Linked DNA regions of Anser cygnoides: region 2 is linked to region 1. A link is a contact called in public Hi-C data. All regions are on one chromosome and are shown on one strand. The core of a region is the stretch at or near the end of the contact, and the rest is flanking DNA. Distances in the headings are between cores, read along the strand shown. Region 1 holds the start of DISP1 (dispatched RND transporter family member 1). Region 2 has its middle 22 kb from the start of TLR5.

Region 1 (3,680 bases), core at 599-3,098:
GACTGCTCTCCCCCTATCAACATCTTTTGTTCCTGCTACAGTAATGCTCTGATCAGTCAAAAACAGCTTCACGTGGCTTTCTCCAACAGAATCAGGACTTGGTAACAGTAGCAGATTCAGAAAGAAGAGGTAAGGGAAAAAGAAAAGCCAGTTAAAGAAAAAAAACTACTTTCTCAGCAATGCTTTAAAATTAAGAACAAGCAAGCTTCCTCCTGAAGTCATGTCTCATCAACTAATTAGCCAGAAAAGGCAAAGCCACTGGTGTACACGCAGGAAAGCCCAAACCAGCACGACTCTCCTCCAGGCTCAGAGCAGGTGAACAACCACTGGTGGTTTATCAAATTATAACGCAGAAACAGCCTTAAATCTGCTCTAGTGATTTTCAAAAGCAGATTAAAAAAAAGAAAAACCCAACGGCCGCATTTTACTTCCTACATACAGACAATGGCCCCAAAATGGAAAAAAGCTTCCTGATTTATGCTATAGAGTCTCAGATCCTAATGTGGTCTTCCATATTTTGCACCACTACAGTATCAGGCCCTCATTTCAACATCCACCTGCTTTTAACTGATGCGACACGTTTAAGCTTTCAGCCTCAAAATAACAGTATTCTCAAATTAGGCTATTATATTACTACAGGATATTGCTCACTTCACTGTAAAGCAGGATATCTTCCTGTACAATTCAGGTTTGCCTTTTACTTAATGATTTCTAAAATACCTAATACAACAGCCATGGCATACATTTTTGTCCCTAAACAGAATGCTTGGGGCAAAGGCTGCTGTGTTGGGTAAGCTTCCAGTTTAATGTTAAGTAAAGCATTAAGTTGTTTTTTTTTTTTTGGTGGTGGTGGTTAAACTTATTAATTTGTATCTCAGTTCATGTGTACCTTCAGCAATCAGCACTGCATCTTCTAAATACTAGCTGCAGCTGCTAGGAGCTGCTGGAAAACTAAAGTAACACAAGTTATATTTATTATATATTTTCCTTTGAGTAAACGTTTATAAACATTATTTGTTACAGACAACAATTTAGTTACCACAAACTTAAGTAGTCACAGCAAAAGCCTATAAATGCTAATATTTAAAGTATCTATATTTTTCTAATAAACATTTCCCCACTGCAAATGACAAGTTATCCCCCTTGTTTGTTTCACACTTGATCTCTTCCACAACTGCAGGCTGGCTGCTTCTGGCTCCTGTCCCTTTGGCCAGTTAGGAATTCTCTCTCAAAAAGATCCTGCGTCCTCACCTGTCCCAACTTTTTCCTTGCCCCCTTCTTCTCTTGCAGTTCTACCAGTCCACACGTTTAAATCTGAGCACGTTTAATAACAAGCCCATTGATAATTTGGATGCACTAGGATCCTAAATGCCTCGTTACTGTTTTACAGGTTTGTAACAGGAGCTCTTTTGTTCATTTGTCAAAGCCGGCAGTTCTACAGCTGTTCAACAGGCTACTGGGAATTCTGATCAGACAGCCTTTGTTCACTTAAAACACGCACGCCCTACAGACGCACGCCTCAAGTAACTGCAGCTAACTCTTCCTCCCGCTCCTGAAGAGAATCGGCTTTACCGGCTGCCCGAGGACAGACCGAGGGCGGCGGGAGCCGCCGGCGCCCCCGCAGCCAGCTGCGCTGACGCGGCCGTTACCGGCACCGCCCCGGCGGGCTCCCCTCCCTCCGCGCTGAGGGGAGAGGGCGGCGGCGCCTACCTGTGGGCTGCCCGCGGCGGGGTCCCCGAGGCAGCCGCGGCCGCCCCGCCTGAGCCCGGTGTCGCGGCAGGAAGGGAGGGGGATCCGCGGCGTCTCCGCCGTGGCGCAGTTACCATGGGACGGACGGAAGTCACCGCCAGCGGGGCGGGCGCGGGGCGGGGAGCCATGTTGAGCGCGGCGGCTGCCGGTCGCCATCTTGAGTGCGGCGCGGGGCGCGCTGAGGGGGGGGAGCTGACGCCCTCGACAGTTTGGGGTTCGCGGCGACCCAAGGAAAAAACAAAAAATAATAAAAAAAAAATAGGCCGCGAGTCTATCAGTTCATGGGCTGCCCTCAAGTACTTACCCAATACCTATAAAAATGAAGGAACATGGTTCTGAAGCAAAAGCCTGACGTGAGTTTTTCTGTCGGAGCGGCAAGCGTAAAGCACCAAATAGGAACAGCATGCCACAAGGTGCGCGTAAATAGTTGTTTTCTAATATTCTCCCAAGAAAGGGTATCTCAGTGTGCTATAACATTCACAGTTTTAAGCAGAGATCTAAACAGATGGAAAGTCATACCAGGGGTTAAAAGAATGCTTTTTCAGTAAGAAAATTACCACGAGGAAAAGAATGTAATTTTACCATCTGAAGACATGGGATTTTCCTGAGGAATTTCAAGTAAAGAAATGAGACCAAGTCTCTCAGACTGGGGTTGGTCTCAGAGGGACCTTCACACCATGGTGAGACAGGGAACATGTCAGAGATGTTGGGAAGAGCAGGAATAAAAAAGCCGTGATGAGGGCCCTTGGTTAGCTTGGGCAACCCTTGGTCATGGATCCAGCAGCCAAATCCCCAACAATCCCAGGGCTGTTTCCTTCCAGATATAACTCATCTTCACAAATCCCTTCTCTGCCCACCACAACGGGGCCTGAAGAGTCACACTGTATGTACTCTTTCAAAAGCAACAACAACAACAAACAAACAAACAAACAACAAAAACACACACACAAACACCACCTAGTAGTGTATATGAAATTACACATAGCAAGGAGCATCTGGATAAACAAATCAAGTGCTGAAATCCCAGGAAAAGCTTGCCACAGTCATAATTGTGCTGCCTTGCACATGTGTGTTAGTTTTTAATTGCATGATCATGCCCCGTTTCGTCCAAAAGCATCTTTGCCTCATTTAGCACACAGAATGGGCCAAAATACAGTTCCATTGTTACTCGCAGACATGGTATTGCCTAACCTTTGAGGGCTTACTATTGCAGTTGATGTAAAACTACATATTCATGATTTTTAAGACCAGAACAAAATACTAGAAAATCTGCAGTGATCCCTTGCACACGACAGGCTGCTAGGTTTTAATCCCTTTGTGAGAATAATTGGTTCTTTAAAGGTCACTCTGAAGCATGTGAAACACCCAGGGTTTGGGAGTCAGGGTTGGCAGCCTGAGTCAGAGACACTGATTCCCTCCCTCTCCCTCTTCACTCAACATGGTTTTTATTAAAGGCTCATTATAATTCTGCATTCTGGCTCAGATTTCATCCTAAATGCCAGCAACATCTGCTGTATCAGCCCAATAACTTGTGCTTGATCAGACAAAAAATGCTGTGAAAGTTGACATATTTAACTCTGTCAAGACTCGGGCTTGAAGCAGCATGCCAGGAATGCAACAGTAAATGGGAAAGAGCAAGTGAATTTAAGAAGAGATCTTCCTGTGAAGCAGCAAGAACAAGTGGAAGAGTAGAGCTCAGCCCCTCCTGCTCCAGAGGGACCCTGCTGTCAGGTCTTGTCACTTAATACCACATTCTGGTACTTAATCTCTAATTGTGCTGATTTCTTCTCTAGGCTCAAGTGACTGACTACTCAGTCATCTGGTATAATTCTGTAATTCATGTGACACCTTCCTTTTTTTTTTTTTTTTTACTCACAAAATATATCTACAGAATATTATTTATGCCTCAGTGATCCTCCATTGAAGTACAG
Region 2 (3,680 bases), core at 588-3,087, 120 kb before region 1:
AGGGTTGCACCCAGAGAGTGGTGGTCGATGGCTCTATGTCCAGGTGGAGGTCGGTGGCAAGTGGTGTCCCACAGGGGTCTGTCTGGGGACTGGTACTGTTCAATAGATCGTGGGATCGAGTGCAGCAAATTTGCAGATGACACCAAGCTGAGTGGTGCAGTTGATACCAGAGAAGGAAGGGATGTCATCCAAAGGGACCTGGATAAGCTTGAGGATTGGGCCCATGTGAACCATGTGAGGTTAAACAGGTCCAAGTGCAAGGTGCTGCACTTGGACTTGTTTAACCTCGTGTGGTTCACATGGGGTTGGGGCAATCCCAGACATGAGCACAGACTGGGAGAAGAAGTCACTGAGAGCAGCCCTGCAGAGAAGGACTCGGGGGTTCTGGTGGATGAAAAGCTTGACATGAGCCAGCAGTGCGAGCTTGCAGCCCAGAAATTCATGCCAGCTGCATCCTGAGCTGCACCAACGGAGGAGCGGCCAGAAGGTTGAGGGAGGTGATTGTGCCCCTCTGCCCCGCCCTTGTGGGGCCCCACCTGTAGTGCTGCATGCAGGTCTGGGGCCTGCAGCGCAAGCAGGATGTGGGGCTGTTAAAGGAGGATCCAGAGGAGGGCCACAAAGATGGTCAGAGGGCTGGAGCACCTCTCCTATGAGGTGCTAAGGCTGAGAGAGCTGGGGGTGTTCAGCCTACAGAAGAGAAGGCTCCGGGGTGACCTCATCGTGACCTTTCAGTACTTAAAGGGGGTTTATAAAAAAGATGGAGAGTGACTCTTAGCTCAAACAGATAATGACAGGACAAGGGGGAATGGTTCTAAATTAAAAGAGGGGAGATTTCGATTAGATATTAGGAAGAAATTCTATACTCAGAGGGTGGTGAGGCACTGGCACAGGTTGCCCAGAGAAGCTGTGGATGCCCCATCCCTGGAGGTGTTCAAGGCCAGGCTGGATGGGGCTTTGGGCAGCCTGGTCTAGTGGGTGGCATCCCTGCCCATGGCAGGGGGTTGGAACTGGATGATCGTTGAGGTCCCTTCCAGCCCAAGCTATTCTGTGATTCTACGATCATATGGTATGGGATATGTCTTTGGCCAGTTTGGGCCAGCTGTCCTGGCTGCATGCCCTCCTGGCTCCCTGTGTACCCCCAGCCTCCTCACTGACAGGGCAGCAGGAGAAGTAGAAAAGTTCTCGGCTCAGTGCAAGCACTGCTCTGCAACAACTAAAAACATCAGTGTGTTATAACCACTGTTTTCATCAAAAATCGAAAGCACAGCATCATACAAGCCTCTTCAAAGAAAATTAACTCTATCCAAGCCACAACAATGACAATCGTGCACTGTTATAAAACCTGCACCCATTTTTTTTTTTATTGTGACACAATCTTTGAAGGTATTGTTCGTCTGATTTTATACATGTATTCAATAAAGGCTTACCAAAATAAGTTCAGTATGGGCTGGGTGATTTTTTCAATGTGGTGAAGAAGCAGGAATGGACTGTTTTATGAACTAGCTGTCTTGACCTTAGCTTCAAACAAATAGTACCATCTTAACTATTTTCATAGAAGCAATAAAGTACAATATGCTTCATGAGAACGCAGCTCTTTGACTAATGAAGTGCCTGTGACTGATCTAATTTACTCTCAAGGTAACAATATGCATGATTTCTATTGACACAGCTACTACAGCAAAATATTACTTTCTTCTCAATCGGTGTAGTCATTCAGGAACAGAAAAGGGCTAAACTTTGGGAAAATTTCCCGTTTGCATGGGGCAGGGGGATTAAGAAAAGGGACGGGACTGTGCTCATGAAGCCCTGGGTGTCGCTGTTGGCTTGGGTAACAGCTAAGGCTGTCCTAAACTCCTCCTGCCTCCGGTCCTCTGCAGCTGCTCACGTTAGGGACGAAATGCTGCTGCACGAAGTCAGAAAAAGAACCGGCGGCCCCGGCTTCCCAGGGACCCCGTGGGCTGTAATGAAAGCCACCACTCTGCATTTCTTACAGGTCTCTGAAAGAGTCCAACTTTTTCTATTTTCCCCAGCCAGTGCAAATATTTAAAGACATTATCTTCAGTCAGAGGTTATATATATATATTCAATAAAAGCTTACCAAGCTACTGACAGCCAAAGCAAGAATCAATCTGTACAATCAAGATCATGTGCAGGTCTAGGTGATGGATCTGTATGCAGTGTAAGAGATGGGAATTTTAAAAGCATGTTTAAGAAATTAAATTTGAATGATTGTCACAAAACATTTTTGGTCAAGTGTTAACTGAGAGCCCTCTGCAGTTAGGACCTTATTGTGTACTTACAAGACACTCCTATCACTTCAGGTACTTAAAACTTATTTCAGCTAACCTATGTATGTAGGAACTATTGCACACAAGTAGATACAGAGATTGCCAAGAAGGCTTTAACAAAGTATTTGCTTTTCTTTTTGAAATGCTTCTCTCTACTGCTTATGGCACTGGTGGGAGGTGGCTAGATCGAACTTGCATTTACTTCAGTCTTCTGACTTTTTACATAAAGGTAATGAAACCTTCAGATGAAATTTCATTGTCTGCCTCCATACCTCCATATGATATACATACCATTTTGGAAGCATAAAGAAATTTAAACTGTGTTAGGAGCAGCTGGGAAAACATACCACAGAGGCATCTCAGAAGCATAAGTAGCACAGCCTCCATCTGCTCCTTGCAAATTCTACTGCAAGGGATTGGCAAAAGGAAGTAAAGAGATTTTTGGAGAACATGCTACTGAACCGTTCCTGATTGTGGAGTGGTTGATAGGCATATGAATAATTCCAGTGTGAATTTTTCAAGAAATCTGAAATAACTTTATTTTTTACTCACTGTGAAACCACCCCAAGCCTGAGACACTCAGAACAAATGCGGTCTTCCCAGCTGGTACAGTCTGTCCTATCCAATGAAAAAATTGACTTCAAACAGATCATAGGACTTCGATCACCACTGCTGTGGAATCACCTCTTCTTAAATGACAAAGCCTGGGGAATTGTCAAGAAAGGGCTTGTGCAGACTTTGTACTGCTCTGCTCAGCAGGAATCACAAAAGCATCCTGTACAAAAATGGAGAACAACTATGCTTGATGAATTAATGCCATAAATTGAGCCTCAACCTCATAGCTATTGATCAGATTCCCTTAAGGCTCACCGGGAACATTACTGCTCTATTAGAATTTTATGGCTCTTTAGTTAAGGATACCCTCATCGGTTTTATTCACCTTCCCCAGTGAAAGACATTAACTTGTTGTTGGAGAGTATCCAGAGTAGAGTGTGAAGTGTGACACTGGCTCTAAAATAAGCTATTATCATGGAAGCTGGTGAATTTATTTGCAGTAGGAACATATGGAATATTCAGAGAGTGACTTAGTGCCACATGCTATCAGCTGAGATATTTGATAGTAAGACCCTGCTTCAACCATTGCAACATATATTATAAATATTAACTGGGGAAGCAGTCAATGCAATGGTTCAAGAGTTACAGCTAGCTAACCTGTCAGAGTCCAGTGAAGCCAGGCTTCTGCTTCCCTTCCCATCCAGCATGCACACTAGGCTTAACAAAGTACTGTCCAGTTATATTTACTAATACCACTTGCTAACCCCCCTCAGACAGACTGTTCAGCATGCTGCTGGAGCTATCACCTTGTTCATTTACAGTTAGCATCCATCGTTG

Evidence for each region. Hi-C and Micro-C count contacts between places; a contact is called where the count stands out from the background.
Region 2: a Hi-C map of liver shows a contact between it and region 1, with 4 times the contacts expected there. The contact joins the enhancer-like site here to the promoter of DISP1 in region 1. A contact is called at or near these places in 5 of 7 Hi-C or Micro-C datasets (fetal liver, granulosa cells and liver).

Annotation. Positions count from the first base shown.
Region 1 is chr3:23,940,594-23,944,273 of Taihu_goose_T2T_genome, reverse strand. DISP1 (dispatched RND transporter family member 1) reads right to left here and starts at 1,848. Exons shown (of 9, transcript XM_066993688.1): 1 at 1,711-1,848.
Region 2 is chr3:24,059,633-24,063,312 of Taihu_goose_T2T_genome, reverse strand. No RefSeq gene overlaps it. Among named protein-coding and RNA genes, the nearest start is that of TLR5, 22 kb to the left of the region's middle. Within about 2 kb of position 1,837, at least 2 of the 3 cell types and tissues checked have open chromatin away from gene starts, as enhancers often do. A contact at or near this core is called in fetal liver, where this site is marked.